2 separate regions of the Zea mays genome follow, and region 1 is linked to region 2. A link is a contact called in public Hi-C data. All regions are on one chromosome and are shown on one strand. Each heading gives the region's core, a stretch centred on a gene start, on an enhancer-like site or on the middle of the called end of the contact. The rest is flanking DNA. Distances are from core to core; before and after follow the strand shown. Region 1 holds the start of LOC103633239 (ABC transporter G family member 43). Region 2 holds the start of LOC103633238 (TORTIFOLIA1-like protein 1).

Region 1 (6,087 bases), core at 2,582-5,081, 140 kb before region 2:
TGAAAGCACTTCATAAAAAGAGTAGTTAGAAGCGAAAGACCTCTAACTGAGTTGGTTAGCACCCCTCAGGTCCTGAGTTCGACTCTCATGAGAGTGAATTTTAGGCTAGGTTAAAAGAATCTGCTCGTGAAAGTGAACTTAAGAAGATACGGGGACACACCTTGAGTATAAGATCTGTTATGACATTGGTCTCCTTTCCTTCAACTGCAGTTGCCTTCATGAAAGCATCAATCTCGGGGTCAGGCTTAATGCCAGCATTTCGTTCCCGTCTAGCTAATTCTGACAACATATCATATCTGGCACCAATGCCTAGACATCTTCTGGAGAAGTCCATTGTCTCTCTTACAGTCATCTCCCCGTTGTGTAGATCATACTGACTGACATATGCACTAGTCCTCTCAGGATAGAACTCGGAAAACTCATGGCCACAGTACGTGATTTTCCCAGACACCTGTAGCAGCAAACAAGTGATGAGGCATATGGCCTGCGTGCATAATCATAAGAAGCTATATTATGCCACATGAATAAACATGCAACCTTGAGATTCTTAGCAGGCTTCCCGGTTAGAGCTCGCATAAGTGTGGTTTTCCCGGATGACGGAGGGCCCAGAAGAAGCGTCATCCTGAAATATAGTAGTTCGATGCCAAAAAAAAAAGTTGAAACAAACAGCAATAAAAACGTATATCTGTTTATCAGAAACAACAGCATAAGACTAAGAAGTAGCTTCAGATACATGTAGCAGGTATAAGGTTTACAAAGTAAAGCAGAGGTTGCGATTTTAGATGAACCATTTTCCCCCCTTTTATTGACATTCATGTATCTCAATCTAAACTAGCAACAGTTAATTTAGAATGCTCCATATATAAGCGAGCGAGATCGACATGAGGATCTGTAACGTACCTCGATGGCTTGATGATCCCGCTGACATCATTGAGTATATTGATCGTCCTCTTGTTCGACGAAACAAACTTGCTGACGAGCCCCTGCGATAAACCATCATGGACACCCGAATTTCAGCCACGGCGAGGAGAGCGTGATGACGCAAGCCCGCAGGCACGGCCATGCCCCAGACGAGAGTAGATGGGGAACGAGGGCAAGAGCGCGGGCCAGCCCAACGGAACGGCGCGGGAGCGGTGACTTGGTGGACTAATGCCGGAGGTACCGGGGCGAGACCGCCGCATCTCCGTGGCCCCCGGACCCCGGTGAGGCTAGTCGCCGCCCCGCCGGTGGACGGTGGAGGATCCCGTCGCATGGCTCCACAGACCACAGGCGCGGCCAGCGCGAGGAAGAGTGTGGCGCCGGCGCCGGAGGAGTGGGAAGCGGAATGCGGAATGTTCATATATTCTGGGCCGGGCCTGATTGGGACTATGGACATTTTGGAGTAATATAAATGCCTACAAATCAATTGTACTCTAAAAAACTCATGATTTTGAAGAAGGATTCTATCATTTGTGCGTGTCCTTTTTTTCAATCAGTGCAGGCAGGCTATTTGTTGCCTTTGGCAGTTTTGCAATAAGCGTACGTCAATGCATAAGTTATGCATGAACATCCTTTTTTTAAAATGTGTTTTACCATATCTTGTAGTAGTACTAGTCTCTATCTATCACCGTACTCAAAACGTTTATTCGTCTCCAGCACCATTCCAGAAGTGTCCCTCTGTTTTTTTTTTTAAAAAAAGAAAGAGAAAAGAAAAGTCCGTGGTTGAAAGTTCTACTTCTACATCTCAAGACATGTAGGAAGGGGCATTTGGATCCTTAGCGCGTGTTTAGTTAGTTGGTCGTGCAGTATCCAGGCTTCAGGGTGCAGATGGAGTGGAATTGAACGCTATTTATAGTTCAGATTGCAGGGTGAGTAAACTGTGCGACAATGGCAAGATTGTCTTCAGTAGAGTGTATAAAGTAGTAGACGTAAAACTGTTTGTAGAGAGAAATTTGAAATAGAAAATGTGATAGAAAATTTGCTGGACATAGAGTAATGCTTTTCCAAGTCCGAGCTATGCGGCACTCTGCACACATCATCCCCTTCCCCATGGCCGTCATCCCTCGTGGTCAAAGAGAGAGGGCTATCTATGTTTGAGAACACGTGCGCGCAACGACAGGGACGGAGGAATGACAATAAGGGGGTGTTTGGTTACCCCAAACTAAACTTTAGCCCCTATCACATCGAATGTTTGAACCTCCGTTCCGGGTATTAAATGTAGTCGGATTATAAAACTAATTTGTCAGCCGAAGATTAAAAGACGAGACGAATCTAGTCCAGTTGGTTGGGTCTATATTTCATACTCCTATTTGAAAGTCAAACGCTTGATGTGACCCGGGCTAAACTTTAGCAGGGGCAACCAAACACCCCCTAAATGAATAGTTGTACTCCCGCTCCCGCTTGTCACTGTCCACAGGAGCGGGAAGGAATGGACAAGCATCGATCTGTTAAGTGATTCGGTCAAGGCTCGCTCGGATCAAGAGTCACGACGAGGTGACGTTCAATCATATCGGCCGGCGGGTTTTGTTTAACCGGCCGGCCGGGTAGAGTTTGGCGCCTAGCTCGCTAAGCTAGACAGCTAGTCGTCATGCATGTGCGAAAGAAAATTCAGCCTCGAAAAAACGTGATTGACTAACCCGTGACCGTTCCTTCACATGCGACGACGGAGATATAGGAGTACTAGTATCAGCTATGGCCTATGGGAAGGATGCAGAGCAGGCCGGACGACATGTCGCACGCACGCACACGCTGACACGCACGCACGTACGAATCGGCGGATCAGAGCAGCAACACGAGTCCTGCGGAACTGCATGCATGCATACGCATGCTAGTTGTTCGTTTCGTGCATTTTTTGAGCCAGTGCCCTGCTGCGTGCTGCCTGCTGCCTGCAGATGATTCGTTATAGCCGACACACGTCTAACAGCTAGCTCCGGCCAGGAGCGCCAATCAGACATGCCTACACATGTGTTGTACGTGTGCTGTTGCTAGCTAACGTACGTACCACAGAGGCCGGCCAGACCCCGGCAGCTAGCTAGCTAGCTTGCTGCTGCCTGTGCGTGTACTGAGAGGTGGAGCAGGTTGGCTACAAGGTACCTCGACGACGTTGATGGCGGAGTTGAGCAGCGTGGGCAGCGCGCGCGCGCCCACATACACGTCCGCCTCCACCGACAGGTGCTCGTACCGAACCTCGATCTGCGGAAGCTCGATGCCCACCCTGCAACCATGCACGCATGCATTCGTCAGTTGATTACACGCACACAGCTAGTAGCGTCCCAGGAGTACGAACGAGTACTCACAGGTCGAGTCTGTCCCTGAAGCGGCGCATCAGGCGCTCGTTGTCGTCCTCGACGGCCTTGAAGACGCGCTCCATGAGCTCCCGCCCGGCGCGCGGGTCCAGGTTCGCGATGTCCACCTCGTCCGCGCCCGCCTTGGCGCCGCCCTCGTCCAGCGCCCTGCGGATGATGCCCCGCCGCATGCGGTCGTACGTCGGCAGCTTCTCCAGCGCCGCCCACCGCAGGTTCTCCTCGTCGTCCCCGTCGTCGCGGCTAGCCTGGGACCGCCGGAACGGGTCGTCCGGGTCGCCTGCCGCGTGCAGCGACCGCGAGATGGACGCCGCCGACAGCCAGCTGCGCCGGCTCCCCGACGGTGCCACGATCTCCCCCGCCATGCTGATCGTCTTCTCTTCCTAGCTGCCTAGCTAGTAGCTACTATCTAGCTGTGACTTGTGAGCAGCTGCAGGCGCGCGCACGTACGGCGCGCGGGCGGGTTAGTTAGCTGATGCTGCTGGGCCGCGAGGAGGCGGCAGCAGGCTTAGCGGTGTGCTTGCTTGGTTGGCGCACAACCCTGAAGGGAGGATCCTGTATCTGCGTCATATATATATATAGTTGTGCCGAGTAGCGCGGAGACACGTAGAGACGGATCCACCGAGTGATCGGCCGGCCGGATACCTTACCAATTACCTCCACGGCCGTCGTTGACCGTTGACAGGATGGTTTAAGCTAAGTCGGATCTGTAAGCAATAAAAGTCATGCAACGACAAGTCATCCAAGTTATACCCCTACGCCCCCACTACCTAGTCGTCAGTTGATTAAGCTGCTGCTGCTGCGTAAGTTCACTTGTGTGTGGCATATGGCGTGTAGACGAATGACTAAAGAACGGCGACGACATTAAAAAAAAATCTAAGCAGAATCCACACAACCTAGCTAGGCCACGCGTCTTCATTCTAGAACGTGGTTGTTAGTAACTTATTATTAATCACTGATTCAAGGCGCTTTCCTATACATAATACACTCAACTATACGTCTGTCTATACACAGTACACACACGCGTCGACTTAGAAAAAAAATACACAGTGGTGACTCAATATCTTTAGGGGTGTTTGGTTTTTTGACTAATTTTTAGTCACACCATTTAAGTCTCTTTTAGTTTCTAAATTGCTAAACTCAGAGACTAAAAGAGAGGTTATATCTATTTTAGTCACTGTGTTTCGTGATTAGAAATTAGTACCAGAAACCAAACACCTCCTTAGTTTGATAGATTTTTTTAAAAAAACGAACACTAATACATTAAATAAGTTTCATTAGATTCATTAATGTTCGATTGGAATCTTGTCACCTGGGACGACGATGAGAGAATCTAGATAAAGTATTATGTATTTTTCATTTATATGTTTTTTCTAATGTAGTTATATACTTCCCTTCAAAGAAAGGTCAAATTATCCTGAATTTGATTAGATTTATATAAAAAAGATCGATATTATACCTGGTCCTAATAAATTAGCATCGCCGCAATATATAGTAAAGTTCATAATTTACATACTTGACTATAAGATAAACTGATCCGCCTTTGGGAGTAGTTTATAGCACGGCACTGGCTATTTTCAATAGTTGACCTTCTAGATACAAACGCCTTGCCTTTAATTTGATATATTTTCCCCAGCTGGAAACAATTTAATTAGCGTCCTAGATATATATTCTCGTTTTTTGACCTTCTAGATAGAATGGCTTGCGTTTGCTATAGCCTATAGCTAGCTCTTGATTCGCGGTGCTCACGTAGTCATGCGTATCAGTTTATCACGTTCACGTGTCGACTGAAAGCTGCATACCTGAATCCGCCTCGCCTTACTGCTGCCATTAATATATGGTTTCCTCCTTCCAGTCACGAAGACTGGTTCTCTTACTAGCTAGCTTCTAGAAAGGCCACGCCTAAAAAAATCTCTTAATGGAACAAGAAGAGTGCCGCGAAGAGTCGAAGGAGAAGACGACGACCGGCGAACGAACGAGCACGGGACCCAACTCCCCGGCCGGGCCGAGGAGGACTGGGAACGGAATTCAAACATGCGCTTCTGGAATTCTTGAAGGCTTTTGAGGCAATTCCCGCAAGTTGGCGGCAGCTGTGGCTGTGCCTGTGACCGTGAAGCCCCGTGATTGAAGAAAAGCCAGCAACGTCCGTGACGATCGGCTCTGGTTCGTTCAGATGATCTCCGACGTCGATCGGTGTATAACAGAACACTCTTGATCGGACATTAGTTCTTTGAGGCCTAGTTTAGCAGCCACAAAATTAACCCATGGTAAGTGATCGGGTGCCAGAATTTTTTTTTGGACAATTCAATCCCCCTCCACCTGGTGTGGGATATCCCTGCATAGGATAACTTTCCAGTTGCTATTTAGAAGTTTCCCTAGGGAGATAATAAAGCATATAGACAGTTTTAGACATGCAACATGTAGCATATTATTTATACAGTTGTAAACAGACGATAGCCACCAACTGTCCAACCAAACAGTTTCAAACAACAGATTGTTTATACAGATTCAACGGTTTCAGAAACCAGAACATGATACAACGTGTTTCACAGAAAACAACAACTGTCACATAGGCACTGCATAAGCTTGTCACAATAGGCACCAAATGTCCAACCAAACTAATAAAAAGTTTAGGCACCAAATGTCCAACCAAGCTAATAAAAAGTAAAACGATTTTTTACAGATAATAAAAGATAGTCATCTCCATCCACACATATAGGGAAGAAAAATAGTGTTTGAGAGAGAACAAAACTACAATCCATAAGCTTATCACATAGGCACTGCAGCTACATTTTTCTTCTCAAAG
Region 2 (6,335 bases), core at 2,834-5,333:
GCTCGGACTCGGGCTAAGTCCCGGAAGACGGCGAACTCCGCTCCGCCCGACCCAGGGCTCGGACTCGGGCTAAGTCCCGGAAGACGGCGAACTCCGCTCCGCCCGACCCCGGGCTCAGACTCGGGCTAAGTCCCAGAAGACGACGAACTCTGCTTCGCCCGACCCAGGGCTCGGACTCCGCCCTGGCCTCAGCCGACGACCTCCGCCTCGCCCGACCCAGGGGCTCGGACTCGGCCTCGGCCACGGAAGACAGACTCGACCTCGGCTTCGGAGGAGCCTCCGCATCACCCAACCTAGGGCGCAGGCCAGCCACGTCAACAGGAGGCGCCATCATCACCCTACCCCGAGCTGACTCGGGCCATAGGGAACCAGACCGGCGTCCCATCTGGCTAGCTCCGCCAGATAGGCAATGATGGCGCCCCGCATGCTCTGTGACGACGGCGGCTCTCAGCCCTCTTACGGAAGCAAGAAGACGTCAGCAAGGACCCAACCGCTCCGACAGCTGTCCCTCCGCCAGGCTCCATCGCTCCTCCGACGGCCACGACATCACACCAGCTGGGTGCCAAAATCTCTCCGGCTGCCACGACGACATGTACTTAGGGAGCTAGCTCTCCCCCGCTAGACACGTAGCACTCTGCTACACCCCCCATTGTACACCTGGATCCTCTCCTTACGCCTATAAAAGGAAGGACCAGGGCCCTCTTAGAGAGGGTTGGCCGCGCGGGGACGAGGACGAGAACAGGCGCTCGCTTGGGGCCGCTCGCTCCCTCTCCCGCGTGGACGCTTATAACCCCCTACTGCAAGCGCACCCGACCTGGGCGCGGGACGAACACGAAGGCCGCGGGATTCCCACCTCTCTCACGCCGGTCTCCGACCGCCTCGCTCTTCCCCCCTTCGCGCTCGCCCTCGCGCTCGACCCATCTGGGCTGGGGCACGCAGCGACATTCACTCGTCGGCCCAGGGACCCCCCGGTCTCGAAACACCGACACATATGTACACATTTAGGAGAGCCACACATACACAAGTATTCATAAGCTTATGAGATTGTAAAAGCTTTATCTTTTTCAACTTTATTTGTTTTGTCATCAATCATCAAAAAGGGGGAGATTGTAAGTGCAATCAAACTCAATTGAGGGGTTTGGTGATTAAATGACAAAATCAATAAAGTTTCTAATAAGTTTGCTCCTAGTGTATGTTCAGTTATTGTAAAGAAAGATGGAGTATCAACTCTAAGAATTTTATATTTCTTGAGTCGTAGGATTCACCATTCTTTTAAGAGAAATTTTCCAAGGTAAATGTGTTTGGAAAGCTCAAGTATCTCACTTTCAAAAGCTATTTCGAAAATCAAACTCTTTGGGCACTCTGTGAGTTCAACTGGAGTGGGGTTTTGGGGGTTAGAGAACCTCCATGCTCAAAAGCAGTTGAACATACCCTCACAGGCAGCTCAACCTGTTTTGAGCAGAGGAGCTCTCTGCTCAAAATCGGTTGAACCAGCCCCGGGGCGGTTCAACCAGTGTCAGGGTCAGACTAGCTATTATGACCTCTCTCTACTAGTCAGATTGGCAGACTGACAAGCTAGGCAGTTGAACCAGTTCTAGGGGGTTGTTCAATCGGTTTTGCTGGTTGACTTCCAGTCAAACTAAACTTTTTGAACTTGGTTTGGCTTTGGTCAAAACTAGTTCAACTGGTTTTGGGGACGGTTCAACTGCTTCCCACGTAATAAGTTCAAACTGTCAGCACCTTTTGAGGGACCTCTATAAATACCCCTACCTCTCTCCTCATTTACTCTAGTTGTTCCTCGATTTAAGGGCCCTTGGTGTGAGGTTTGAGTTCGTGACTCACGGATTTGGTTTTCCTCTCTTCCTCCATTTCTCATATCTTGAGCTTGTTGAAACACCTCTTGTGCGAATTTGTTGCTCTTGGAACCATCGAGTTACTTGACGGTTTGAGGTCGCTTGTGAGTATCCAAATTTGAGAAGTCTGTATCACCCGCTCTTTGAGCCGACTTGAGAAAAGAGTTTGCCGACATTTGTGGTCGGCTTGTGGAGGATTAGGGTTGGAAAAAGACCCAGACCTTTGTGGGCTCTACAACAGGGAGTATGACACCTTTGTGGTATGGCCGAACCTCTGGATAAATATCATGTCTTGTGTTTTTGCCTATATTCAATTGTTGTGTTTTATCTTTGGCAAGGAATGCATCGAGTGTTGTTCTAGGTGTGTGGATCTTATGGAGGTGCTCCTCCCATATTTCTCACCTTCTAAGCTTAGTCTATCCCCTGCATTCTTATCTTGAGAGATTCTCTCACTATGTCTTCACGTTGTTCTTAGCCTAGATCTATTCTCGCAGTTGGACTGGTTTTAGAGTGGTTCAACCGGCCTTAATAGCGGTTGAACTAGCTTGCACTAGCTATTTATATGACATTATTTTCGAAGTTTGTGGTGAAAATTTCAGGTTTAGCCCAATTCAGGTTTAGGCTATTCATCCCTTGTAAGCTACTTTCAATTAGGCTAAACCTGAAAATTCCAGTTAAGTTTGTGTGAGATTTGTTATGTGTATTTAGTGGAGTTTAGGAGTATGGGTGATTTGGTAGGATGAGTTTTGTAAAGTTTAAATTGATGGATTATATAGTGGTATAAAAATTAGACCTGCTCATATATTTTAATACTACAAATCGGTTAACTTAACACTACGAATTCCGAATGAACCGAGTCTATGTTAATTTTACATGTGTACACTATATGCTGGAGGAGATAATAAAAAAAGAAAAATGTGTGCATCAAGCCATTGACCACCGTTAACACCGCCAGCTAAACTTATATAGCAAATGCGTGTTACCGGTAATCAAAATGGTATATGTTGGAAAATTCTGCATTTTAATGATTTAATTAATTTCTAAAGCAACTTTTAAATGAATTAGGTATAAAGCACACATGGTAAAAAGTATCACATCTTATAACAAATTAAATCAACATCATATGCTAGAGAAAAACACATGGTTTATTATAATGGGCATCGTTCCAGTGTAGTCGGTAATGAGACCGAGTATGAAGGCTTGATGATGATAGTAGAATGTTAACCCATCGAGTAGTCAATGTGATCACTGTTCAAAAACCCAATTCACCTTAATTCATATAGGTTCTTCAGTAGGGTGAGGTTTCTAAGACATTGATCTTACCGTCAACGTCGCCACGCTGACATCAGGGATGTAAAGAGCCTAAGGTCACTCAACATAGAAGAACATATCACTCTTTTTTTTAAGTTTACAAGGCTTGTCTCATTTACTCTATAATAAAATTTAGAATCTCAAAGGCTCATTCATGCATGGTGATGGTGAAAGTGTTGAATTTTAGTCCCACATGGGTAAAGGAGGGGGGCGAAGCCAATTTAAATAGCGTGTCTCTTAGCATTTATTGAAAAGAAACATGGTGAAAAGTTGGGTGGTTGCTATGCAAAAACTTTGATTTGTTGCAACCTATATATGCATAACGAGGTTTTAGAGACATTACTCTCCTTTCGAACCGTCGTCATACCGATTCAGAGAAACACAATAATTTATCCACATATGCCATTGGCTAATTCATATTACAGAAGGTTTTTCAAAAGCTACCAGGAACATTGGCTTCCACAAGACAGATTAAATATTTTGTTATTTAATTGAGATTGGCCCAATCGAACCATGCAAAGATAGCTAGTTTAGGTTCTAACATGTTTGACTAGTCTCAGATCCTGTTTAAAACATCTAGAGCTAATAGTTAGCCAACTAATAAATTATTAACTGGATTGAACCAACTAATAAACTAATTGTTGATTGTGAGATAGCTACTAATTAGCTGCGGTATTAGTTGATATGTTTGGAATCTAATAACTAATTTTTAGTAGCTAATTATTAGTTTTTAATGTTAATATATATATACACACACTAGCTTTCCATTTAAAATTACAAGACGTTTTACTTTTCTAGTCAATCTATTTATATAATAAAGCAACATATTAAAAAATAAAAAATATACTTAGAAAAATAAAAAAGTATCTTATAGATTAAAAAGGAAGAAATATAATTTAGAATTACGTATAAATACGTAATTGAGAAAATGGACAGAGTCCTGCCATGCCAGGCCGGTCCACCATTGTAGTTCTCCTGCTTTCTCTCGTCCCCCACTACCCTCAGCAAACAAAAGAATCCTGAACCCCTTCTTCGCCGATTCCTCTAACCCAACTCATCTCATCTCCGCTCCCAAGGCGAGATCTCACCACCCCATTCCCAAATCAACCCAAACACCGAATTCCAAACCTGGTGATCGATCCAAAAACGCCATAAATCCCACCGAATCCAACTCAAATTCGCAATCAAATGCCCCAGATTGGCACCCAAACCCCGCACCCAGCAATTCAAATCTGACCTCGCCATTCCCGCTCCTCCCCCTCTACCCTCCGCTGCATGCTCCAGACTCCCATAGCAATGGCGACCGCGCTCTCCAAATCTGCCGTCAAATCCCACCCTAGGTCGCCTACCACAGCGCAGCCGCCGCCGAACCCCGGCTCAAACGCCGCGTCGGCTGGCGTAGGGGCGGCTCCTCCGCCTCCGCCGCCGTTGTCGGCCGCCGCCGGTGCCACGCCGTCGAAGAACGCCGCGATGGTGGAGCTCAAGTCGCGCGTGCTCGCCGCGCTGGCCAAGCTCTCGGACCGCGACACGCACCACATCGCCGTCGAGGAGCTGGAACGCATCATCCGCGCGCCGCCGTTGACCGACGCCGTGCCCATGCTGCTCAACGCACTGGCATCTGACTCCCCGGGGTTCGCCTCCCCGGCCAGGCGCGAGTCTCTGCGCCTCCTCGCCACGCTCTGCGCGTCGCACCCGGACGCTGCCGCGCCGCACCTCCACAAGGTGCTTGCCCACCTAGCGCGGCGGCTCAAGGACCCGGCGTCCGACACCTCCGTTCGCGACGCGTGCCGAGACGTCGCGGGCCAGCTCGCGGCAGTGTACCTCCGCCCTCTGTCTGCTTCCGGCGTTGCCGAGGCGGGCAATGCCACCGTGATGCTGTTCGTGAAGCCGCTGTTCGAGGTGATGGGGGAGCAGAGTAAAGCGGTGCAGGGTGGAGCGGCCGCATGCTTGGCCAAGGCAGTGGAAGGGGCCGGGCCTGGGCCCGGTGCCATCGGGATGTTTGGGAAGCTCGGTCCTAGGATCTGCAAGTTGCTCGGTGGGCACGGCGTGCAAGCCAAGGCGGCATTGCTCGGCGTCATGGGAAGTTTGGCGCAGGTGGGTGCTCTCTTTCTAAATTTTGTTGTGAGTGCCTTGCGTTCCATGATCTTACTCAAGGAGTACCAGATATTAGAAGGCCTTGCTAATTATTGATCATGTAAGGGACATGTCGTATTTTAGACAGGATTTTATTCTAGAGTGGGGTCAGGGGTTATTTTGAGGTCTCATGTTCTTAGTTTGAATCATAATGTTGTTTTGGTTGTGGCTTGTGCATTTCCTGATAACTTCATTAGACATGGAAAATACAGGTAAGGTTTTGTTCTGCAGGTTACAGGCCAAGAATTTGCTATGAATGTTATTCTCTACTCTGGCTAGGGCTTCCAGCGGGTCCACTCCTGCTTTGTGGTACTGTAGCTTGTGTATCTCACAGAGAAATGTGGGCTTGAACGCTTGACACTTGCAAATTTCAAACTGCTGGTGAAACATTACTGAGAATGGCAAATGGAGATAGGATTTTAAAGCATAAGCACTGTGATCACAATGTGATTCCTGATAAAGTGATTAGTGAATGTGGAAGTTCAACCTTCAACGCTTGATGTCTTCCTGGAGAACAAAGAGTCTGGGTTTACTTGTTTCTGTTTGACTTGATGGACAATGGAAAATATCACATTGTTGTGTTTTTTTGAGGTCCATAAATAGGAGCTTAATTGGCCTTGTTATGACATCTCTCTCTCTCTCTCTCTCTCTCTCTCTCTCTCTCTCTCTCTCTCTCTCTCTCCCTCCCTCCCTCCCTCCCTCCCTCTCTCGTTTGACCATGGATAATGAGACACAGATATGGCGGGTATATACTAGAGTTTCAATTAAAATGTTTTCCCTGATTTATTTTATGCATTATCTGAGACAGTTGAAGACAGTCCTTTTATCTATCATATTACTTGTTGGCTGTATGAGCATGCTGTATGGTGGTCATGCATTAGTCTTTTGATTGACAGTATTGTAGCATGTTTGGGTGTTTCAGATATATTCTATATCTTTTTTAGATTTCTGATTTATAGTAGCATGTAGATGTAGCTTGCTGGGTTGTACTATACTTGTGACTTTTGTTTTATTATTACTTTTACTTATCATTAGTGT

The links. Hi-C and Micro-C count contacts between places; a contact is called where the count stands out from the background.
Region 1: a contact with region 2 is called in a Hi-C map of leaf, with 3 times the contacts expected there. The contact joins the promoter of LOC103633239 here to the promoter of LOC103633238 in region 2. A contact is called at or near these places in 2 of 25 Hi-C or Micro-C datasets (ear and leaf).

What each region holds. Positions count from the first base shown.
Region 1 is chr7:162,690,454-162,696,540 of Zm-B73-REFERENCE-NAM-5.0, reverse strand. LOC103633239 (ABC transporter G family member 43) reads right to left here and starts at 3,831. Exons shown (of 20, transcript XM_008654935.2): 1 at 3,276-3,831; 2 at 3,073-3,193; 3 at 901-983; 4 at 538-622; 5 at 161-451. The coding sequence starts at 3,646. It also overlaps a transcript of LOC100383699 not described here.
Region 2 is chr7:162,549,359-162,555,693 of Zm-B73-REFERENCE-NAM-5.0, reverse strand. LOC103633238 (TORTIFOLIA1-like protein 1) reads left to right here and starts at 4,083. Exons shown (of 7, transcript XR_002263403.3): 1 at 4,083-5,258.